4 separate regions of the Sus scrofa genome follow, and regions 2, 3 and 4 are each linked to region 1. The links are chromatin contacts, called in public Hi-C, HiChIP or PLAC-seq and promoter capture Hi-C maps. All regions are on one chromosome and are shown on one strand. Each heading gives the region's core, a stretch centred on a gene start, on an enhancer-like site or on the middle of the called end of the contact. The rest is flanking DNA. Distances are from core to core; before and after follow the strand shown. Region 1 holds the start of FAM120A (constitutive coactivator of PPAR-gamma-like protein 1). Region 2 holds the start of IARS (isoleucine--tRNA ligase, cytoplasmic). Region 3 holds the start of NOL8 (nucleolar protein 8). Region 4 has its middle 9.7 kb from the start of MIRLET7A-2.

Region 1 (3,054 bases), core at 332-2,831:
TGGACAGCAGAGTGCTGGACAGTCGAAGCTCTGATTACCTGAGTGCACAGCCCAAAGTGGCAGACTCTTCACTGTGCAGAGAAATAAATCCTGGAAACTCTGATTCACATTCTCTTCGCCCTGACTTTTAAGCTACTCGTTTCACATCACATACACAGAACCAAAGACTTTTTCACGCAGACTCTCAGTACAGAACTAACAGAATTCCATGTCAAACTTTATGGCTCTTTGAAATCTAATGCACACAAAAACCAATTTCTCGAAAAACTACCATCTTACAGGGAACCTGGACCCAGGCCTGAGTTCTCAAGAAGAGACCAATTCCTCAGGCCTTGCCCAGGTCACTGCCCCCAGCTGAGCCGGAGTGACCGCAGTAGGCAGAACTTCAATCCACCCTCAATGGATGGAGACCCCTTCCTGTTGCCAGCCAGCCCACCTGCTCCCACAAAAAAACCTGTTGCTGTTCAAGTCTTGCGAAATTCGAAAACGAATGTCTCATGAAAGTTGACGTTAGGAGCTTTAAAGAGTGGAGGAATACGCGGGATCTCAGCAAGGGCGGCACTGTGCCCTCCGAGCTTGCAGCTACCGCCTGGGGCAACCCAGGCCCCCAGATCCCGGGCACTCGCAGCCGCCGGCCGGACTCCAGGCCGCGCGTCCATTTTGCAGCAGGTCCGTCAGACAGACCAGGAGGGGAGAGGAACCTGCGGTCCCCGGGGCCCAGACCCCCACCGGGGCCCCGGCCCCAGCCCGGCTCCAACTTCAGCTCCTGGCCCGCAGAGACCCCAGATCCCAACCCCGGCCCAAACGCAGATTCCAGACTCGGACTCGGCCCCGGGCTCCAGACTCAGACCCAGGCCCGGACCCCAGACCACCCGCCCACTCCAGACTCCAGTCCAACTCTGACCGCGGACTCCAGATCCCGGCCCACCCTGACCCTGAATTGAAGCGACCCCGGCCGGCCCGGGCTTCCAACCCTGCCCCTGGCCGGCCCGTCGGCCCCTACCGACCCCGGCCAGCCCGCCCGCCCTCTCAGCGGGCCGCACCTTGACGTGGAAGCGGATGAGCGCCAGGCGGATGCAGTGCGCCATGCAGACGGGTGGCAGGAACCAGACCTTGGGCGGCGGGGTGCCCTTGTTCTGGACATGGCTGACGATCTGCTGCGCCGTCTGGCGCTCGTTGCCCTGCCGCTTGACCCATTCGTGCAGCCGCGCCTTCTCGAGCGCGCCGTTGAAGAAGACGAAGAGCTCGATGTTGCCGCCGAAGCAGGCCTTGGCTAGCGCGGCCAGGTAGCCGAGCATGTGGTTCCACTGGCCGCCGCTCACCCAGTCGGTGTAGAAGCCGCCGTAGAGGCGGTGCAGGCAGTTGTCGGCGTCCACCAGCAGGCGCAGCGGCGTGTGCGGGGGCCGCTGCCGCCCGCCGCCCACCAGGCTGCCCCGGGCCAGCTTCTGCAGCTCCACCGGCACCACGGCGCTCGGGCAGTGCTTCTCGATGTAGTCCTGGAAGCCCTGCACGCCCATGGCGGCGGCGGCGGCGGGCGCGGGGCGGCGGGGCGGCGGGGCCGGGGGCGGCGGGGCCGTGGCGCGAGCCGGGGCCGGGGCCGGGGGCGGGCTCTAGGGGGGGCCGGGCCGGGCCGCGGGCGCGCTCATGGCCGCTGCGGCCGCCATGTGCTGCCGCCTCCCAGGGCCATGGCGGGGAGGGACCTGCGCCGTGCGCCGCTCCAGGCCCAGGCCAGGCGGAGGCGGCCTCGCGCGGGCGGCGGCGGCGGCAGCGGCGGGGCGGGGCGGGGCGGGGCGGCGACGGCTGACGTCCGCGGGCCGGCGGAAGAGGCGGTGCCGCGGGGCGGGGCGGGCAGCCGGAGCCTGAGACCCCTACCCACACGATCCCCGGCCCGCGGGAGGGGCGCCCGGCCCAGGCGGTGCGCGGGGTCTGCGCGAGCTTCCGGGAGGCCTCGGGGCGGCGGCCTCACCTCCTCCGCTTTATGACCCCTAGAGCTGTCACCGGGGAAGCCTCCTCGCATCCCTGGGGTACGGTCACCCCAGACGGTCTTGTCCGCGGAAGCCAGTCGGACAATCCCTTTCCCGGCCCCGCTGCGAACCGCTCACCCCGAGGAGGCCACGTTGTGTCCTCGGGATCCGATCACCCTGAAGAGTTCTCATCCTGAAAGCTGGTCGCCTCGAGGAGGAGGCCCGGCCCGTCGCCGATGGCCATAAGAAAGCCCCATTGTCATCCCCTGCGCCGGTCATTCCAAGGAGGCCCTCTCGCGCCCCCGTGGACTGGTCACCCAGAGAAGGCCCCTTCCCGTCTCCAGGAGTCAGTCACCTGAGGAATCCGCGTCCATCCCCAGGAGCTGGTCACCCCGAGGAGACCTCAGCCTGACCTTGGGGTATCATCCCCTCAAGGAAGCCACATCCAGTCCCTTGAGAGACGGTCACCAGAGGAGGTCTCATCCCTGGGGTGTGGCCACCCCAAGAGTCTCGTCCTGGTCCCAGGGGCAGTCACCCAAAGGTGGGACCGGTGCCCTGGCGGAGGTGGCTGCAGACTGAAGAGTAGGCAGGCAGTAGACGTCGGGGTGCATCTGGGAGGGAGGATGGTGAGCAGAAGCCATTTGTCCCAAATGGAGAAAGGAACTAGACTGTGTGCTGGGTGTAGTCACCAAGTTTTAGAAATGATCTCCTGCTCTCTCAGCTTTAATCGCATTGGTATCTTTAATTAACTTAGAAAATAACTCTCCAGACTTGCAGTTGTTCATAAGGAGTGGAGTCCTAATTCTGAGAAAGTTAGAAAGGTGGCAGATTGACCCCACGACTCGCTGGGATTACTGCTTTTCTGGGAGAAATAGGGCTGCGTTGTAAGCGGAGACCCTCACTGGAGCTCCCTTTTAGGGAGTAGATAGAGTTCCTTAACAGGTAGTTCTGACTCTGACCCCCTCAAAGTGGTTTCACTACCTGAGGCTCCCCTTTATCATTTTCCCACCAGTGACAGGTTTCATGGACCAGACCCTGAAATAGCAGACACTCTATAATGTAGTAGACCAGTGGCCTTAGTGTCAGATAA
Region 2 (3,054 bases), core at 149-2,648, 840 kb after region 1:
TCACCTTTTTTTTTTTTTTTCCCCCAGACATATCTGTCTGGAAACCCTCTGTCTTACTCTAACCTAGGCTGTCTGGATAGATAATAAAATGAACTGACCAAGGTGGCAACTTGAGGAATTTGAAAATTAAAACTCATTCCAAGTACTGCTAGTTAATAAGAGTTCCCCCTTTGGGCAAGGATGTGAAATCCCTTACTCTGACCCCTTTAGGGTGTTCCTAAACCCTAAATAAACTGGTTATATAAACCATAAGTGACTTGAATGAATGCTACACAGACTATCAAAATGTTCTTAGTGAAGCTTATCAACATGTTTTATACATATTCTCAGTCAGATGAGTTTTTTTCCCTGTCCCTCTATCTGATACACTACAGTTACATATATAATCACTCTTAACTTTGTCAAGAGCTAAAATTTAAAATTTCCTTCATAGTGTCTACTGCCAATGCCTGTTGTTTTCATGGCTCCGGAGTCCCTTTGGTTTTTGACCAGGAGATCCAGAATGTGCTGGGCAGACTCACAGCAGTGATAATAAATATATGTTAGCAGACAAATATGCAAATATGTTGTTTTCAATATAGGAGACCTTAAGATGCAGTAATTATAAAGTTTGTCAGACATTTCCTTCCTTTTTGTTACAGCTCTCCATGTGGCTGTTTAACGTAATTTCTGCAGTAAAATTCATTAGAACTCTGGAGGTGGCACTGAAGAACACAGAAGAGGCTTCCCTGAACACCACAGACCATCAGTGCTTCAGCTCCTCCCAGACTTTCTGCAGCTTCTACATTTCCCTAGGAAGTAGGAGTGTCCTTTTAGATAGGCAGGTCAGGAATTTTAGTGTGCAGCAGAATTATACAGGATGCCTGTTAAAATGCATATTTTTGTCACTCCAGGGTCTCAGCAGACCTAGTGCGTGCCCCAAGACTCTGCATTTTTGCAGATTCCACTACACTAAAAAATAGCCCTAATGCTAGGGCTGCTTTACTTAACGGTCACTTAGGAAAGCAGCCTGGAGACTGAACACTCACAGCCGCACAGTTACTGAGTCCACTGTCACTGGATTTGGTTTATGCCTGGTGAGATTGACTTATGTTCTGTATACAGTGAGGTGAAGACCGGCAACGGGAAACGCCCGTATAAAAACATCCAGTCACTATGCACAACATCGGCCTCCTCCCAGTGCCCCTCCCCAGTCAGTCCCCACCCCAGAGGCCACAAAACGGTCCTGTCTACCACCGTCGCCCTTGTTGCGTTGAAGCACCCAGCACGTCGCCGCCACTCACTGGCAGCTGTCCGGGGAGTCGCACTGCCGCTTTCCCAGAGCACACCGCAGTGCAGGTCGGGTGGGCGTGACCCGGGACCCAGGCGGCCAGTTGGCGCCCTGCTTGTTGATAGGTGTGAATCGGAGCTCTCTGATTGGCCGGTGCAGACCGCCCCGCTTCTCCTCGCCTCATGCTTTCAGAACATTGCATCACCTCAGGCCGTCTGGCCCCGGCGTAAGATTTTTGAGGTACTTCGGTCCGAAGGCCCCTCAGGTACGATAGGGGATCTTCAGGTCACCCCGTCCTGCCCGCAGGGACTCCCTAAGGTCACTCTGTCCTGCCTACGGGCCCCTCAGGTACGCCCCTTCCTGCCCAAGGAGACCACACAGAATTTTAAAAAAATATTTCTTCTGGTCTGTGCGTTAGTTTCGTGCAAATCTGTTTCCAAGGGAAAGATGGGGGGTGGCGGCCCGGTCTAAGTGGAGCGAAAGAACTCGGGCTCCGGCAGCAATCCTGGTTTGGCTCGCGGGCGGAGGGTTACATCTCTTGGAAGGGCCTCATATTCAGCCTCGGGTTCTGGTAGTGCTTAAACCGTGGTGTGGTTCTGGGAATTTGGTGTTACCGAGCTTGCTGGAGAGCTTCAGAAGGTGGACGAGATTACTTGGACGGCTAGGTGTTCTTAAGAAAAAATTCTTAGGCTTCCTTGAAGGAGCCTTTATTGCTGGGTGTCTGAGGCTAGAGGGAAGTGAGCACAGCATCCCCGGTCCTCGGCCCTTACACAGTATAATAATACAGTATTCTAAGTGCACAGAGGAAGAAGACAGTTCTAAAGTGGAATCTGGGGGGTGGGAGAAAGAGAACGCTTCTCAGACACTGCAGTGGGTTTGGGGCCTTGAAGATGATTAAGAACTGTGGGAGAAACTCCAGGAGACCATAATGTAAACTATAACAGGATTTTAGGTTTGCGTGATTCAGGAGATGGGAAATTGGTGTAGTAACTGCACCTTAGGGTCTGTGTGAGGAACTAGTGGGAGATGATGCTTAGCTTCCAGCTTTATGAATTTATGATTTTCTTCCTGAATGAAGCGTTTGAAAAGAATACAGAAGAGGTTTTTATTAGATGGGACAGTATTACTTGGAGCATTCATTCAGGTTTTTCAGAGAGCTCAGGAAGCATGAAACCAGAGACAAAGCAGTTGATTTAGGGATCTCTTGTAATATGTTGAACTTTTAAAAAACAAATTTAAAAAGTAAATATCAGTAAGATGGTGGACAATATATTCTCTTCCCAAGTGATTAAAGAGTGAATTAAAGGGAAGAAAAGGCAGCTAAATGTAGATTTGGAGTTTCTACTGTGGCACAACGGTTTCCGTGGCACCTCTGCAGCTCCTGGACGCAGGTTCAATCCCCAGCCCAGCACGGTGGGTTAAAGGATCCAGTGTTGCCCATCCTCAACTGCGGCTTGGATCTTATCCTTGAGCGGGGAACTCCATATGCCGCAGGGCGGCTAAGAAAGAAAAAAAAATTTTTTTGGAAAGATGATATAGTGACTGGGCAGGACAACAGAGTAGAACTGTAGATTTTGAGGACAAAGAAATAATAATGGTAGTCTACATAGGTGACGTGTGAGTCGTGATAGCCATTAACATTAAAGTAGCATTGTGAATATTCACAGCCTTTATTTTGCAGATGATAGAATTGAGGTTTAAAGGTTGAGTAGCTTTTCCTATAGCTCACACACTAAGTTGTGGCACCAAAACTGTCTAATTCCAAAGCCAACCCTCTTATCCAT
Region 3 (3,054 bases), core at 315-2,814, 810 kb after region 1:
GAGCAAGGCCAGGGATCGAACCCACAACCTCATGGTTCCTAGTCAGATTTGTTAACCACTGCGCCACGACGGGAACTCCCAAGTTTTCTTAACTTTAAAACAGGGTTTACAATAATACCTACCTCAGAAGATTGGCATAGGTGTTAAAAGAGATGATGCACATAAAGACCCTTGCATTTCTCAGTCTGGCACTTGGTAAGTAATGGACAGACCATGACTGTTGCTGGGAACGAAAATGTTAAGATGCTACTGCTCTGCAGCACACAACACTCCAGCTATTTCTACCCCTCAGTTCAAAGGGCTCTGTTCCCCTTTAGACAGGGAGTTCCCCCACCTCTGCTACTGGGATGCTTCCCTACCTGCGGGTATTTGACAATCATCTTTGCAGCTTTTGCCAAATTCTCCTACAAACTATATTCCTTTTTTTTTTTAACCTGAAGCACCTGAAGCATATGAAAATTCCAGGGATAGGGGGTCTAACTGGAGCTGCAAATGCAGGCTGATGCCACAGCCACAGCAACACCAGATCCAAGCCGCATCTGTGACTACATACCAAGCTTTCAGTAACGGGATCCTTAACCTACTGGGCCAGGCCAGGGATCCAAGCTGCATCCTCACCAAGACAAGGCTGAGTTCTTAACCTGCTGAGCCACACGGGAATTCCTTATCTATTTTTCTTACATCAACTTACTTTTTTTAACCTAAATTATTTCTCAGAGGAAATCACCTGTCACTAACATAAACGAAAAACCAGTAAATCAGTATCAATTGTCACAGTTAAGTGACCTATAAAAACAAATAACATGAAAACAAATAGTCATTAAATCTTAACTAGATACTGCTGCCTACTAAAAGCAAGGTTGCTAAGGAAATAAGCAAGGCTTTCACCTAGATAGTTATCAGCAAGAGAAAGAGAACTGAAAGAAAAACACCTTCCCCCTGACTGCGATTAAATCGGTTAATACACGGTAAGCGTTTACAATGCGGCCCACGCGTGGACTCCTCACTCTTAGCTTTGTAGATAATGAGTTCCAGCCCACGTCTGGTGCTCGGGAAAGTCTGTGACCGACGGAGGTCCGAGAACCCGGAGTGGAGAGATTTTCATCCTTCCCACCGAGTCTGAGGAAGGCCACGTACCGGACTGGTGAGGTGTCTTCACCCGGCGCCGGTAGCTCCACGCACGCCCGCCTCAAGGCCTTGATCTCGGCTTCCAAGGCGTCGGCCTCAGCGCGAAGGGAGTCCATGGTGAGGCACTGACAAGAAACTGCCTGGTGGAAGCGCGCCACCGCCCGCTCTTCAAGCCTCGCGCGCGGATGGCGCGAACCATCCCAGAGATCGGCTGGGGAGGCAGGGGAACGGCGCGCGATCCCCTCGCACATACCCAGCGCTCGTAAGCATCCGGGGACCGTTGCTGTCCCTGTGTACTAGTTAACGGCTGTCCCTCCGCAGTCCCTACCTACACTTCAAGAGGTTAATTCCCTCTAACCCGAAGGCCAAGGATGCTGCTGTCCACCCCCGACCCAGAGGCGGCTGGAAGCAACGAGGATGCCTACGTCACAGAAGAGGAGGTTCCGGGAGTGCTGGAACCGAGAGCCTCTGTATTTTTCTCCCCTGCCCCACTTCCGCCGACTTCATCCAGGAGAACACAAAGCGATGACCCTCTTTAGTGTGAATTAGGGAATTTTAGTTTGGGGTCTTTTGCAGAGGTTGACGCAGGGTGACAGGCATCGAGGTCGCTCAGAAGACTGCAGACGAAATAAAGAGCACTGGGGTACTGAGTTTTGTAATGGAACCTTAAGATGCTGGGTTGGAAATAGAGGAGGAAGGAAGAGAGATGGCACTTGTTGGGACACGTGACTAGAAGTCAGGGCCCTAAGCAGCGCTCGACGTAGAGGACGAAGTGGTGAGGAGTGGGTCGGGGCAAGCGATGTCACGGGACAAACTGGCCTACCTTCTCTCTGCTCGCCTTTTGTTCTCAGAGGAAGGAGGCTAGGGCGGGTAGGTTGGGGGCGGCGGAAGCTACCAGTAAATTGTAGATGGCTGCCGGCTCGTGCCCAGACCGGAGCCATGCTCTGGGCTCTTGGGCGCTGTTTTGGGGTCTTTGGGGAGGAGACTGTCAGTTTGGGAGGAGGAGCCGGCTGGGAGCTGAGGCTGCCGGGTCCTAAACTGAATTGGAGATCTCACGACGGGCCTCAAATCACAGAAGAGTTTCCGAGTCGCTTCTGATCCAACAACCTCCCTAGTATAGTGTTAAGAATTACAGGTTCTGAAATTACACTTGGATTATAATCCTGGCTTCACAGCTAATTCTCTGAATGGCATTCGGAAAGTGACTTCACTTACCCTGATAATCTGAAAACCAAATGCCTGCAAACTGCTTCATACAACGCTGGCACATAGTGCCTTAAAAAAAAAAAAAAAAAACAAAACTATGTTAGCGGTATCAATTGCTCTTTGTGTGCCTGAACAACACTGTAGATATTTCTATTGTGACATAGTATTGCAGTACTTTTGCCTGCCTCTCATAGCACTATGGGGTATTAACCTGCCCCATCCCATTCCTGGCAGCGTTTGTTAAAATGAATAAATGAATGTATGAATGAATAAAGGAAAAACACCTAACAATATGGACAAGTAAAAAGAAGGGTATAATATTGTGATCATTTAGAGGGAAAATAATTGCCTGTACTTGTGTCTATGTTGAGGTGCTGTTCCAAAATGCATTCATGGAGGGCTTCAACAGTCTCCAGGGATAAAATTTGAAAGCAGTAAAATAGGAAATGAAACACATGTCCAGGCAACTGGTTTGATATAGAAGGTTCAGGGAAAAGGGTTGGGGTTGGGGTTATTTTAATTTGTTTTGTTTTGTTTTAGATTTGAGAAGATATAAGGGAAAGAACTCTTCTCTGTAGACAGAAAATTATTTTTTCCACTGGAACACATTGAGTGTATGCCCAGCATTGATGAAAGCCAGCAAAGAAACAAAGCGCCTTTTTGTGGGTGGCCTTGGCCAGAACATTTCTGAAGGAGACCTACAAAATCAGTTCAACAGGT
Region 4 (3,054 bases), core at 403-2,902, 590 kb before region 1:
AGCTCAGATATCCTGCTGCTGTGGCTGTGATGCAGGCTGGTGGCTACAGCTCCATTTCAACCCCTAGCCTGGGACCCTCCATATGCCTCCGGTGCAGCCCTAAAATGACAAAAAAAATAACTAAAAAGCATGCTGGTCACTGATAGCAAATTTACTTCCCCAACTCCTGAATACTAAAGTGAGGAGAACATTTTCCACCAAATATAACAGGGCTACTTTTAACACTCTTAGGAGAACACTAGTGCTATAAACAAAAAAAATACCCATCAGAAGGGCTGTTTTTCAAACTTTTCCAAATACCCTCAAAAAAGGTATTTTTACAGGAGCAAATACGTATATAGCTGAATTAACAGTTTCATGTAACAAACTAATACTTTCTATTTTTTTAGAATTGTGATCACCACCCACTAAAAGTGATTTTATGACCCAGTAAGCCAGCACCTACAGTTTGAAATACTGGTTTCTAACTCTCACTATTGAGCAATTACAATTATTTATAAAACTACCATATGTTAGCTATTGAAAGAAAAGGTACACAAATATCTAGTGTACTGTATTCTAAACCAAGACATTCTAGTTAATGCTAACCATTCTACTCTCAAAAGAGTCCACAAGTTTCAAAACGATACTTTTAACAACTGTGTACAGTACATCAAGCACCTTCAAAAAAACCCAAACTTACAAATTTTTATTGCCTTAACTACAATACTCTGAATATACTATAAACTAATCAGACTACTATACAGCAGAAAAACGGATAAAAAGTTACTGTATTTTTCTGAACTACATTTAAATTTAGAACTTAACATTACATTTTCTTAAACTACTGCATGATTTTCAGGCCAATAAAAATAAACGAGGACTGCTAAATGCGGTTTTAACTAGAAGTGCCAAAAAAGCGATACATTATCAATAAAGTTAAAAAAAGAAAAATCATTCAGTCTTCCGATTTACTTTAAGAATTTCACACTCACTATCCCCAATGCCCTGATGCCGTTTGCCAACCCGCTCATAAATGGAAAGTCAATTTTAAAAAGCCTAAGAGTTGAAAAATGTGCCAAAAACACACCCTCAACTCTGACACACAAGGCAGGGGGCCAGTCCCTACTGTAAAAATTGTAAAGACCGAAGGCCACTGCCAGCCAAGGACATAAAGGTTACGCATTCCTCACACTCGAGTCCTCCGGGAACGTTTATCAGCCAGCCCGCTTGCAGGGTGTGCAGCCCAAATCAGTGCTGGGGCCGCTGGCGGTGGCCCTGGTCGCCGTGCACAAGACCGTCCCCCGGGATCCCACTTCCTACCGCCCGCCCGGCCCCTCCCCCGCCAAGGACGGCCGCCGGTTGGACCCAGTCGCACAGCTGCTCCGTGGCCGGAGGCTGCACTTGGTGGGACGGATTAGAGGCAGGGAGCCAGCCCAGGGCCTGCCAGCCAGCGAGCCCCGGCCCTCCCCCGCACTTCCTACCTTCCCTCCAGCATCCCAGCCCCCAAGACCAAGGTCTCCCCGGCCCACAAACCTGATAGCGGAAGCGACGTCAGGGGGACCTGGCGGCGCCCGCAGCCAGTTACGCCAAAGCAGGAGGAGATGCTGGCCAATGGGCACGGCGCGGGGGCGGGACTTCCCCCGCCCAAGTTTGATTGAAGTGGGGGGAGGTGCTGGGTGAAGAATGTGAAGAATGACCCCTCCCCCCGTCCGTGAGGCGCTGGGCGGGAAGCGGAGGGGGTTGGGGCTGGACGCGCCACGCGGCGCCCATCCCCCGCCCGCGCCGCCGCCTCCCGCGGCCTCAGCTCGCCACCCGCCAGCCCGGCCTGCTCTGGCCCCCAGGCCTCTCTACCAACCAGGCCGCCGCGGTCCCCTTTTCCCAGCTCCGCCAGGGGTCCGAGAGAAGAAAAATGGCGACGGGCCCGCGCTCGCTGTCTCGCTTCTGTACCCACCTCAGGCTCGTGGAAGAGCCAACGGCCAGCCGCCGCCCTCCGCGGGGACAGCCCGGCCCCGGCGCTTGCCGCCCGCAGCCACCGGAAAGTCGCACGCGAAGACCCGGATGGAGGTGCGGGCTGGCGGGCCGCGGCGGCCGGAGGGAAGGGAGCGCGGGCGCCGGGAGGCCGAGGCAGGGGCGGGCTCGAGCGCAGCGCGCGAACTCATTGGCGAGGCCGTTTGACTGACGTAAACATTGCCCTTTGCCTCCGCCGAGCCAGGCTCGCTGGGACCTCACTGGAGGGCGGCGGCTGGACCCGCCTCGCGAAGGGCGGGGCGACCAGGGCCCACCCACCTTGCCCGCTCCCCATTTCTTATTGGACCGCCGGGAGAGTGGTGGCACGGGGTCTTGCAGTCCGCTCGTGATCGATCGGCGCTGTCACGTGGTCGCTGGCCTCGCTGGGGGCGGCTGTGCCTGGCCCCCTGGTTGCCGGAACGTCTTGCGTGCGACCCCCACAAGGACTGTCCCGCCCGCCGCCCCCTGAGGCTTCAAGTAGACCCACCCACTTTGCTTCAGTTTACGCAGCTGTAGATGAGGCAGCCAATCGAAGGCCCCAAGTTTTGAAGAGTCTTGTCTTTTCAAAGCAATGTTTAATTTTCCTACTTTAACGTTTGCTGAAAATATCATTCCTCCGTTCCAATAATGACCCTCCCAAACTAGGACCCCGGAAAGCACTGCTTAGGTAAACTTTCAGGTCTCTCAATGGCTGGGAGCCCCACAAGCTGAGTCTGTCTTTCCTCACTGTTAACTTTGCGCACAAGGTTTTAAAAAAGCAGAAACAGAACACAAAAATTCATCCTAATGGATAATAGAAATGTTTTTGAACAGCACTTAGTTTACCTGGTGCGTTTATATTTACGATCTCAGGTGGCAGTATCTAACACTTGTATTACTACAATGCAATACACGGAAAAGGAGTTAAACTGAAGAGTTAATTTTGTGGGCTGAAGTGAACAAGAAACTAGAGGAGGAAAACCTTGAGCTTGGGGCAGCCTGCTGGGCCAGGAAGAGGAGGAGGTTCAGAGTCCTGAGAAAACGTACAAACTTCCTAGACTGGAGTTCCAAGAGTAGCCAGGCCTA

What was found. Promoter capture Hi-C pulls out the DNA fragments that hold promoters and counts their contacts. Hi-C and Micro-C count contacts between places; a contact is called where the count stands out from the background. HiChIP or PLAC-seq counts read pairs in DNA pulled down with a chosen protein or histone mark.
Region 2: a contact with region 1 is called in an H3K27ac HiChIP or PLAC-seq map of alveolar macrophages, with 10 times the contacts expected there. The contact joins the promoter of IARS here to the promoter of FAM120A in region 1. A contact is called at or near these places in 1 of 5 promoter capture datasets (fetal liver) and 1 of 2 datasets of contacts at active chromatin or transcription factors (alveolar macrophages).
Region 3: a contact with region 1 is called in a promoter capture Hi-C map of liver, with 5 times the contacts expected there. The contact joins the promoter of NOL8 here to the promoter of FAM120A in region 1. A contact is called at or near these places in 2 of 5 promoter capture datasets (fetal liver and liver) and 1 of 47 Hi-C or Micro-C datasets (heart right ventricle).
Region 4: a contact with region 1 is called in a Hi-C map of liver, with 4 times the contacts expected there. The contact joins the enhancer-like site here to the promoter of FAM120A in region 1. A contact is called at or near these places in 2 of 5 promoter capture datasets (fetal liver and liver), 3 of 47 Hi-C or Micro-C datasets (heart right ventricle and liver) and 1 of 2 datasets of contacts at active chromatin or transcription factors (alveolar macrophages).

What each region holds. Positions count from the first base shown.
Region 1 is chr3:42,860,121-42,863,174 of Sscrofa11.1, reverse strand. It overlaps FAM120A (constitutive coactivator of PPAR-gamma-like protein 1), which reads right to left and starts at 1,581. Exons shown (of 19, transcript XM_021088177.1): 1 at 1,044-1,581. The coding sequence starts at 1,517. LOC102158199 (a long non-coding RNA gene) reads left to right here and starts at 1,814. Exons shown (of 2, transcript XR_302257.2): 1 at 1,814-2,505.
Region 2 is chr3:42,020,954-42,024,007 of Sscrofa11.1, reverse strand. IARS (isoleucine--tRNA ligase, cytoplasmic) reads left to right here and starts at 1,398. Exons shown (of 33, transcript XM_021086986.1): 1 at 1,398-1,535.
Region 3 is chr3:42,051,559-42,054,612 of Sscrofa11.1, reverse strand. NOL8 (nucleolar protein 8) reads left to right here and starts at 1,564. Exons shown (of 17, transcript XM_013995776.2): 1 at 1,564-1,903; 2 at 2,875-3,054. The coding sequence starts at 2,964. It overlaps CENPP (centromere protein P), which reads right to left and starts at 1,247. Exons shown (of 8, transcript NM_001315813.1): 1 at 1,138-1,247. The coding sequence starts at 1,244.
Region 4 is chr3:43,454,404-43,457,457 of Sscrofa11.1, reverse strand. No RefSeq gene overlaps it. Among named protein-coding and RNA genes, the nearest start is that of MIRLET7A-2, 9.7 kb to the left of the region's middle. Within about 2 kb of position 1,652, at least 81 of the 83 cell types and tissues checked have an H3K27ac peak or open chromatin away from gene starts, as enhancers often do. A contact at or near this core is called in alveolar macrophages, fetal liver and liver, where this site is marked.